Linked DNA regions of Ostrinia nubilalis: region 1 is linked to region 2. The links are chromatin contacts, called in public Hi-C maps. All regions are on one chromosome and are shown on one strand. Each heading gives the region's core, a stretch centred on a gene start, on an enhancer-like site or on the middle of the called end of the contact. The rest is flanking DNA. Distances are from core to core; before and after follow the strand shown. Region 1 holds the start of LOC135073235 (ankyrin repeat, SAM and basic leucine zipper domain-containing protein 1). Region 2 holds the start of LOC135073233 (DNA repair protein complementing XP-C cells homolog).

Evidence for each region. A called contact is a pair of places that touch in the nucleus more often than the background predicts.
Region 1: a Hi-C map of whole body shows a contact between it and region 2, with 6 times the contacts expected there. The contact joins the promoter of LOC135073235 here to the promoter of LOC135073233 in region 2. A contact is called at or near these places in 3 of 5 Hi-C or Micro-C datasets (whole body and whole larva).

Annotation. Positions count from the first base shown.
Region 1 is chr7:9,502,481-9,507,184 of ilOstNubi1.1, forward strand. It overlaps LOC135073235 (ankyrin repeat, SAM and basic leucine zipper domain-containing protein 1), which reads left to right and starts at 1,694. Exons shown (of 8, transcript XM_063967341.1): 1 at 1,694-1,859; 2 at 2,190-2,301; 3 at 2,389-2,517; 4 at 2,717-2,943. The coding sequence starts at 1,785.
Region 2 is chr7:9,358,988-9,364,240 of ilOstNubi1.1, forward strand. It overlaps LOC135073233 (DNA repair protein complementing XP-C cells homolog), which reads right to left and starts at 3,334. Exons shown (of 10, transcript XM_063967339.1): 1 at 2,825-3,334; 2 at 2,121-2,233; 3 at 1,765-2,041; 4 at 1-1,509. The coding sequence starts at 3,203.

The sequences.
Region 1 (4,704 bases), core at 444-2,943, 140 kb after region 2:
GGAGCGAACGGCGAACATTGAGTGGGCCCTGCCTGTAGAACGACTAACGACACACCACCCTACCGATCCAACCACTGGGCAGCGGGTGAAATTTCTTAAAGGTGGATCCCGAGTTTGGGAACTTGTATTAGATGAGTCGTAGCCCAGACAACTTTGGGAACCACTGTACCTACTTAGTATTTAATAAAAAAATATTAGTTAATTATTTTATCGAGAATTCATACTAAAGTGCTAACATATAAAATGCTCAGGTTAGCACAGTAAAATTAGGCTGTTGATTCTACCATGGAAGTGTCCAAGGGCTTCTCCGACGAAAGTCACATGATGTTCTCTTCTCAGCCAGCTGGCCGCACATATCACAGCCATAAACATGGCTTTAATTTTGGTCTGCTATAAAACAATTGTTTACGTTTCCTGGCTTCAGAAGCTGTGCATCTAAATCAATAGAATTTTCAGGATTTTTCAACCAAGTCCATGAATTAGAATAGGCTAATACTTAATCCAGCATTTACATTAGCAGCAGCCTCTTTAAATTTTGCTACGCTTACGCATTGAAAAAAATATAGTCTGGTATCTACCTTAGTTGAAACTGGTTGAAACAATTTTAAAGTTGAAAAACTGATCAAACTGAGATTATAGTAGCGCCATCTTTTGTGTTCAACATGTAAGCACATTCGTCTGTTCCAACCACAGATATCCATATCTGTGGTTCCAACGCTTTCTTTGCACTTCTGTGAAAAAAATCAAGTTGTCACCAATAGTTTGTCTATGGAATCTACTTGTCAAATTGCCTGAGCCCCGATTATAGTTCCAAAATACTGGACTGTCCTATCGATGACATTGACAGTGGGGCGCCACCGTCAATACCGGATCGCTGGTTCCGATTTTTGCCATGTTGGAAACCATATAGTTGAACGATGGTAGCGCCCCCCTGTCATTGAGTTTGGCGGGACAGTTCAGCGTGGGTCATCTATACGGTATTTTTTAACGTCAACAATCCAGACACGCTTCTCGATTCTGCGATACGATTGGTCGTTCAACAGCGTACGTCAGCTGTTTTGACCAATCGTATTGCAGAATCAGAAACGCGTCTGGATTGTAGACGTTAAAAGTTACCGTAATCGGGGCTCTGCTTTGATTTCATTGGTGTTCAACAGTGTTCAAAATTTGTCTAATTAATTCAAGCACGTCATTGGACGGCTTTTCACTAAATCGAATGTGATTGGTCCTTTTTAAACCGATATTGTCAATTGACAATTGTCAACAACAACCAAATGTGACAAAATGTGACAATCAGTGTTGCCAGAAGGTTACTTTTGTAACCATTTAGGTTACTTTTGAACTGCTGTGGTTACTTTTAGGTTACACTAATGAAAAGGTTACTTTTAGGTGATTTTTCAGAAATTGTAGAATTAACTTTACAGGTTATTCAGTAAAAAATATTAATAGTGACAATTTAAAGTGCATTTAAACTTGAATTTGATTTATTAGTTGTTAAAAAAAAATGAGTTTTAGCGAATGTTTTTCGATAATAAAACGCAAATCCATGAAACGTTTTTATACGACTGGTTTTAGATGATCAATTGTATTCATTTTCCATCCATGAACAACTTTTGATTCAAAAAGGTTACTTTTTTTATATTTCTGGTAATTTCTGACTAGACCCGACTGGCAACACTGGTGACAATGTCATGTCAGTGATGAGTGAAATTGAAGAAAGCTGGAATGTTTGAAAATAAACTCAAAAATATAAATTCCATTTCTTTAGTAAATAGAATAACATCATGGCAAATTTTAGACCTGCAGGATTATCGGATGAAGACTCGGACAGTGATGATTATGGATTCTATGAAAAGCCGGTTCGTAACGTTCAAGTCTACCAAATTGCTGATTTTACTGAATTGTTCATTTAACTTTCATCTGATTCTGTTGAAACAGTACCTAGCTCGAAATATGCACGATCACGTATAATAATAATATTCTAATAACATTACTAATTCAAAGATTTGTCCAAATACTTTAATGGTATGATTTACTTTAAAAAGCCATTAGATTTGTAATATTCCGTACTTCCAATACACATTTCCTAACATCTATCACATACTTACCGGGTGATATTGTGTGATTAAATTGAGAAGTAAGTAAATCCAGGGGTTCATTCATGACCTAGACTTGTACTCATTTTTCAGGCAAAGAAATATCATGTGCCACAAGTAAGTGTACGTAAAACTATTGAAAATACCTTACAAACCACTATTATCAATGGGAATGTCAAAGAAGTGGAGAAAATCGTCACTTGTGGTATGTAATTTCCATTTATATTATGAATTCTTTGAACACACTCTTAAAACAGCAATTTTTGATATTTTTTACACTAAATAATTTCAGATTTGCACAATAATGTGAACTTAAAGTTGGATAGTGGATGGACTCCATTAATGCACGCCTGCTTCCACGGACAGGACAAAATTGTGGATCTCTTACTAGAAAAAGGCGCTGACCCTAACTTACATGCTGGTAAGAAAATGCACAGATATAAGACTTTTTAAAGACATTTAGAGAGAGTGTGGAGCTAGCCTTTCATAAATAAAGATGACATGATAATTAATAAAAATTCAGTTTTTATAATTAATAAAGTATTGTTGCATATAAAATAATTATATCTGTTTTATATTCAAGTCTAACAATATTTGATTCTAGAAATGATGTGTTTCAGATTCCGTCACTCCTGTTATGGCAGCTTGCTCAAATAGTAGCGCAAATAAAGACACAATTTATTACATAATAACTAGATTAATAGATAAAGGTTGTATCCTGAATATTGGTGATAAGTACGGACAAACTCCACTCATGCGTGCCATAGGTAGCGGGTTTGTTGCAGTAGTTGAAAAATTACTAGGAGAAAACGTCAACATAGAAATGAGAGACCAACAAGGTTGGACAGTAAGTACAGTAGAAATGTTTGCTTTAATAGTAGTAAAAAAAAATTGTTTGCATAAAACATTGTTTGAAGTTGATAGTTATTGTTTAGCTGCTAGAATAAAGGCACGTTTTGTCAAGGCAAGAAAAGCACTCAATTCAATGATTCATTTCATGGAATTTAATGTTGGTTCACTTTAAAACTTAGATACACAATCTGTGGCAGCTGAGCTCTTGTATTTGTATTATTCATACATATATAATTATGTACGTAACTCCTTTAGTCTATGAATTAAATTTTTCTTTATATTTATCCATATTATGCTGCATTGCAAGAAGCAGTTAATTTTATATTGTAGTTGAAATAGTGCAAACGTAAAAAAAATTCACTGCCAATTTTATTGAGTAATTTTTGCCCCTTTAACTGTTATTAATAAATTAGTGTCCGACCGAAACTAGTTTTACGACCGAAACCGAAACCGAAAACGAATTTCGGCAACGGTGTCTATTTCGGCCGAAACCGAAACCGAAACCGAAACTTCCTTACAAGGCTCATATTTTGAGGGAAAAATAAAGAAAACGTTATTATTTTTTGAATTTTTTTACATTTTCTTCCCTAAACTTTGAATTTTTGACGAATTTCAATATCGAACTACTACGTGTGATATATCATTGGAAAGAAGTAAAGCTAGAGATGTTTTCAAGATCATTGGCAATCCGATATCACCACTCATTTTTTTTAAATCAAATTCTAAGTTGAATTTTTTTCGTGATTTGTACTTTTGTTAAACTTTGGCGGCTCGTAACTAGCTATCCAATCTCTATTTGGATCTGAAATTTATTTTATCTAACTAAAGACATTCAATATTAATATCAAATAAAAAAAAATGGTTGAAAACACGTGACAAAAAAAAATAAAGCAGTTTTCAGGGCAAATTTCGGAAAAAAGAAATTAAAACAAAAATATCGATAAAAAAAAGTAGCTCACTTAGGGGCAAATGGGCGAACTTGTATTCTTAAAATGACCTTACCTATACCACAGAATAATAATAAGTACTACGTACAGAAGTTTAACTTCGCGAAGGTATTTAAAAAAATGTATGCTCAATGTCATTAACAATATGGTGTAATTTAGCGTGTCTCAAGAGTTAAGCACCATTTTGTTGACAAACGTCAGTGATCGGTACTGCGCCGAAGCTATAGGGCTGACTTCGGTAAAATGATGTGACGAGAGGTGCCAAACTGCAGAAAATGGCGGAGGAAATACATGATTGAGCATGAATTATCATGAATAATATTAACTACTTATTTACCTCTCAGTGACTTCAGGCAACTTAAAAAAGTACATTCTGTGTTTTTATTATTATTTAGGCAGTTAAATACTGCACAGTATTTAGTACACCATTTTCTTTATTTTTCCATCATACACAAGAATACGCGTGCGTGAGTCAATGTTCGTTCGTATGTGAGGCCTTGTGTAATCCTGTAGGGGGCCATCGTGCGTTTTTGTTTTCGATGTAAACTTGCGGAGATGAACAGTCCTGCCTATACACCCACGAAGTTTGTCTAACCTTCCGCCAAACACCCTGTACTATAAATTAAGTATAAACTATGATCGTAATGCATATTCGGTTTCGGTCGTAGTTTCGGCAAGTTTGCCGCCGAAAACGAAACTAAACCGAAACTCGTGTTTTTACCGAAACTCAACCGAAAACGAAACCGAAACCGAACATTCGGTCGGACACTATAATAAATTTAATAAAGTGCTAAAGGGGTTAGTTATAA
Region 2 (5,253 bases), core at 2,084-4,583:
CTTTGACTTTTCCTTTCTTTGATTCTTCTTTAGCTTCCTTTACGCGTCCCTTTATAAGATTTATTAAGTCGCCTTTTACATCATTTTTGGGCTTTGTTGTCTTTTTAACTAAATCTCTATGGCTTATTCTTCTTTCGTCTTCTGCTTTAGGATCCAATTCCTTCTTGTTTTTCAAAGACAACCTAGACTTTTTGCTCTGAGCAGAAGTAGACTCAGTTTCAGAATCAAAATATTTGCTTTTCTCAACAGCATTACCAGGAGCACTTTTGGTTCTGCTTTTATTAGGCTTATCTTTAACAGTTTGTGAACTATCTGGGTTTGCAGTCAATGCTCTCTTTCGAGACAGTCTGGTTTTATTATCATTTAAAGATTCACTGCTAAAATATTTGCTTGATTGTTCTTTATCTTGATTGGCTTTTGTCACTACAATTTTAGGAGGTTCTACTTTAGATTTAACTTTCGTGTCTTTTTTCTGAGATTCAACTTTTGCCACCTTTTCACTGTTTGTTGAGCTCTTAACAGAATTTCGAGTTCTTCGAGATTTAGTTGCTGGTGGGTCATTGCTATGTTTTGTATCCTTTGAATTCTCTCCAGTTTCTGACTTTGATTGTAAGTCCTTACTTGTTTTAGACATGGTTTTCTTAGGTTTTGGGCTAGGAGTATTTCGAGATTTTTTCGGAGGTGACACGTCCTCTTCAGTGGCATTTTTTGTTGCCGTCTTTTCTTTTCTTGCTCTAGTGTTCCTTGTTTCTTTCGGCAAAGCATCATCATTGCCATCTACTTGCATGATGTTGTCAAATGACTCATCATCTTCTCTGTCGTAATTTCCGTCAACTTGGGATATTTTCTCTTGGCTTTTGGGTTTAACTTTGGATTTTTTTGTGTTGCTTGTTGATGCTTTATTACTTTCTACTGCTTTTTTAGCCTCTTTGGATTTCTCTTTGTTTACATCTTCTTTAGGTTTAGTGGACAAAGAACATAGTTCAGAACTCGGTGGTTTTATTGGTAATGTGACGAAATTGAACATGACTCGACACTGCAGTCCTAGAGCTCTCAACATGGCTACAAATATGAACACAAGATATTTTTTTGTAGTCACAACTCTGCTTTTAAGCTGCGCTAGTAAAATTTCTTTTAGAGGTGGTGCTTTGGGCCTGAATTTGTTTTCATTTTTATCTTGTTTGAGAGTTAATTTATCTTTGAACCAAGTAGTGATCTGCTCCAGATATTTCATGTCAACTCTTTCACCTGGATAGCATTCTTTAGAAGGTACAAGAGCCAAGGTAGCTGCTAGCACTTCTTGGTCATTCAAAACTTGACTGACATGATTACCATGACCTAACCAACACAGAACATGAACTTTATGCATATAGACTTGGTATTCTTTCTTTACTCTATTTATTTTTCTTTTCATCATCATTTCAACATCGATTTTTTTAGTCTTCCGGCATACTGAATCTGGGAGTTGGACAACTAGTTGAAGACCTTGCTGTGGTATTGCTTTATTTTCTGAAAAAATAAAGTGTTGAATAGATTGTTTTTTTATATATTGTTTATTTATTTATTTAAAATCTTTATTGCACACATAATAAATAGTGGTACAACAGCTTAATGCCATTGGCATTCTCTTCCAGCTAACCAGAAAATTAGGCAAAACAGATAATTAAAGTTGGCGGTGCAAAATAGTACAAATACATAAAATGGTTACTAATTTATAATACATTGTTGAGTTATTGGTGCATGCAGGATAAAATAAATTAATACCTTGTACTTCTTCCCAATCATCTACATCTGAATCACTCTCATCCTTCACTTTCTTGTTTCTAGATTTCTTCTTTACTGGTGTTTTACTAGGAGATATGATTTCCTCGCCTTGAGCTAGTAGATCTTGAACGTTGAACTCATTTTCTTTTTGTTGCTTAACTGTATATTTGTTTACAGATGCTTTTGTCTCTTCTATTTTGGATTTATGCTTTTCCAATTCCAAAAATGCTTTTCGGGCAACTTCCTCACTATCAACTTCTTTATTGTGAGACCATACCTGAAATATAACAAATAAGTTCTTTTTATCAAAATGTTTTTAACAAAAAAATCAAGGTAAATTATAAAATAATACTTACATCTTTGTACTCAGTTTTGACTTCATCTTCACTATTATGATCATTATCAGAAAATATGGATTTTGCAGTATTATTTTTACTTGATTGCTTAGGAGATTCATCATCACTACTATCTGTAATATGACATTGTTATGTTGTTATTGGTCAATTTTTTTAGAACTGCCAGACATTCTCACACAACCAGCTAACTCTATTTAAATGCATTAAGGTAACAACCAGTGTATTTTTGGGTAAGCTCGGTTTACCATAGATCACATCTGCACCCATCTAGTGAGATAAACATCGAAAGCAAACCCATGCTAAATTCCTTCCATGGAAATGATGACAATCTCATATTTGATTGTTAAAAAAATACATAAAACAACTCATAAAAACACATTTATTTATGCAAGTAGGCTTTTAAAAAGCACTTTTACACGTCCCTGTATTAACCCTACCACTGCTTCAGGACAAATACAAAGATGTAGATAAAAATCAGGACAAATATAGTAAAATATAATAGGATTAGGACTAAAATGTTTAACACTAAGTAATAATTTTAAGTTTCACTACCAATATTAACAAGGCTGTAAAAAGTACTCATGTATCAGTATTAAACATACATAGGTATTAGCTTTCCTAAAGATGCTATCTAATTTTAAATTATTTGATGTTAGAACCAAATGGATGAAATGAAGGCACAAAGACAAAAGGAAAAACCTTACCACTTTCAGATAGATTTAATATGGGAGGCAGCAGTTTGTCAGCATCAGTTAAATCTTTGACAGAAAAGGGAGCAGGTGAAACATCATTGTTCTCATTTTCACTAGCTGCTGTGGATTGTTGACTGATTCTATTGATTAGGGTTTTTACAAACTTTTTTGGTATTTTTGGTTGTACTTTTTTTGTAGGCTGTTTTTTACTCTTTACAAATTCATCACCAGATGATGCAACATCTTCATTTTCCACTTCTTCTTCTGAACTAGACTCCTCCTCTGATATTTTTGCGTCCGAACCAGAATCACTGAAATCGCCGGTCTCCCCGGCACTATCGTCCTCATCTTTATAAACAGTTTTTATCACTTTCTTTCGGGTAGTAGGCATTCCAGTTTACTAATACAAAGTTTGAGATGGATATAAAATTCAAAATACGGATAAATAGCGTGTTTTTAGCGAAAAAAGTGGCAACAAGTTTTGTTCTGTTTTTCCCACTATTTCCCACGCACAGATAAATAATGACAGATCCCACGGGGTGGAGAGTTTGACAGCTCGTTCACAGAAGGCACTAGTTTTTTTTAATTTCTTGGCTTTAGAGCACTAGTTAAGACAAGTTACATTTTTGATCGAATCGAAAATCGATTCCATCATAAATTCATACAATTTTTCGACAATTTTTCGATGGTTTGTGATTATAATGTACACTTTGTCTAGACCCACAGATGCAGGCCCGACCGACTTTGTAGCAACTTTGTAGGCAGCGCCGTGGACTTTATTAGGTGGGCTGCTAAGTGTGTTCCCCGATCCAAAAAAAATTCTAATAAGGATTTTCTCAAACGACAACACTTAAGTCATTTGTCAGTTTGTCGGTGATTAATTTGTCACAACTTTCAAAATATAAAAACGGCTATTCAAAGATTTTCGTGTTAATCTTTATCTATTGTGATAATAATGTTTTATCATCCTGTTGGAGATATTGTCTAGTGTGATTGTGAGATACAGACTCAGTAGTGCTCTAGTAGGTATTTAAGTTTGGAGACAGTGACTTTTTATCTAGTGTTTTAGTTTAAGTCACGAGACATCATTTAATAAAGAGAATAATGTGTTTCTAATTGTTTTGAGTATCATTTTCTTCATCTTATTGACGGGCTTAGTTACCTCTGAAAAGTTTTTGCATTAATTAAAAATAATGGTAGAACATAAAATCAATGACATAATTTATGTCATTGATTTTATGTCATGATAATAAGTTAGTACCAAAGTCACTCACTAGATGGCGTTAAGAAAAGTCCAGTTTTTTTTTAGGGAGTCGCCGTTCTTCTCGTCAGAGTAAATAATATTCTTTGCACAGATGTGCTATTCAGTATCGCTGTAAAGTTCACGGAAATGTCGTAGGTACGTAGATGCACTTTCCATCAAAACTTATTAAAACGCAGCAAATGTTCGTGAAGTGTTTGAAATAAAGTTGCTTTATGTACTTACGCAAAGGCGCAGTTGCGGTCCGCGATTCGTATACGTTTATTAACTTTGTTTGAACTATCTGTCAACACGACACCGCGATTCGACAAACAACAATTGGAATCCGTATGATTTAACAAACAGCTGATTTTCATTTGCATTCCGGTCGCGTTGCAGCTGAATTTTTTTTTTCGTTAATTATGGTAATGTTTTGTTATCGATAAAAAAAAAATATAATAAATCGAGTAGAGATGTACAAGATATAAGTTATGGTCATCCCTATAAAATGACGCGCGTCTGTTGACAGCTATCAAATTGATGCCTTTTTTTTTAAATAATTCGGCTTGGGAATTAGTTGTTACTGCTAGCTAACGTTCATGCACTTCGAGCTGCAATCTAAATGGAGACGTCTTAAGGTCAATGCCTCCTAACGTCTAAGATACTTACGTATTTGCTCTGTGTAATTACGCTGTGTATTTAATATTTTCTTCTAAGGAATTTTTACTAGATAAGAATTTTTATAATAGGCATGAGTTAAATAACTATTACTCAAGTAACTGATGCATCTTAACCGTTAAAGTTTTTAGGGGGGGGAGGGGGGACCCTACTCGAACAAAAATTAGCACTTTTAACTTTAATAATTTGCAAATTTTAAAAGACCTATCAAATACCACACTCGATGGGGTAGAAGATGAAAAAAAAAATCATCCCTACTTTACATGTAGGGGAGCTAACCAAAAATTTATTTTTTCTAAATTTTATTTTACTGTTTTGTCGGCGTGATTAATATACGGGTCATTCCACAAAAATATGTCAACTCTTAGTCCGCGCCACATTTCACATGAAATATTTGTTAATATTTTATTCCAAAATTGTTAAATAACAGCTCGCAATGTGCTTTATTCATCACCCATTTATATTTTTTGAAACTATTTTTAAAACATCTTAAATTACTTTTGAACGACCCAAAACGTCATTC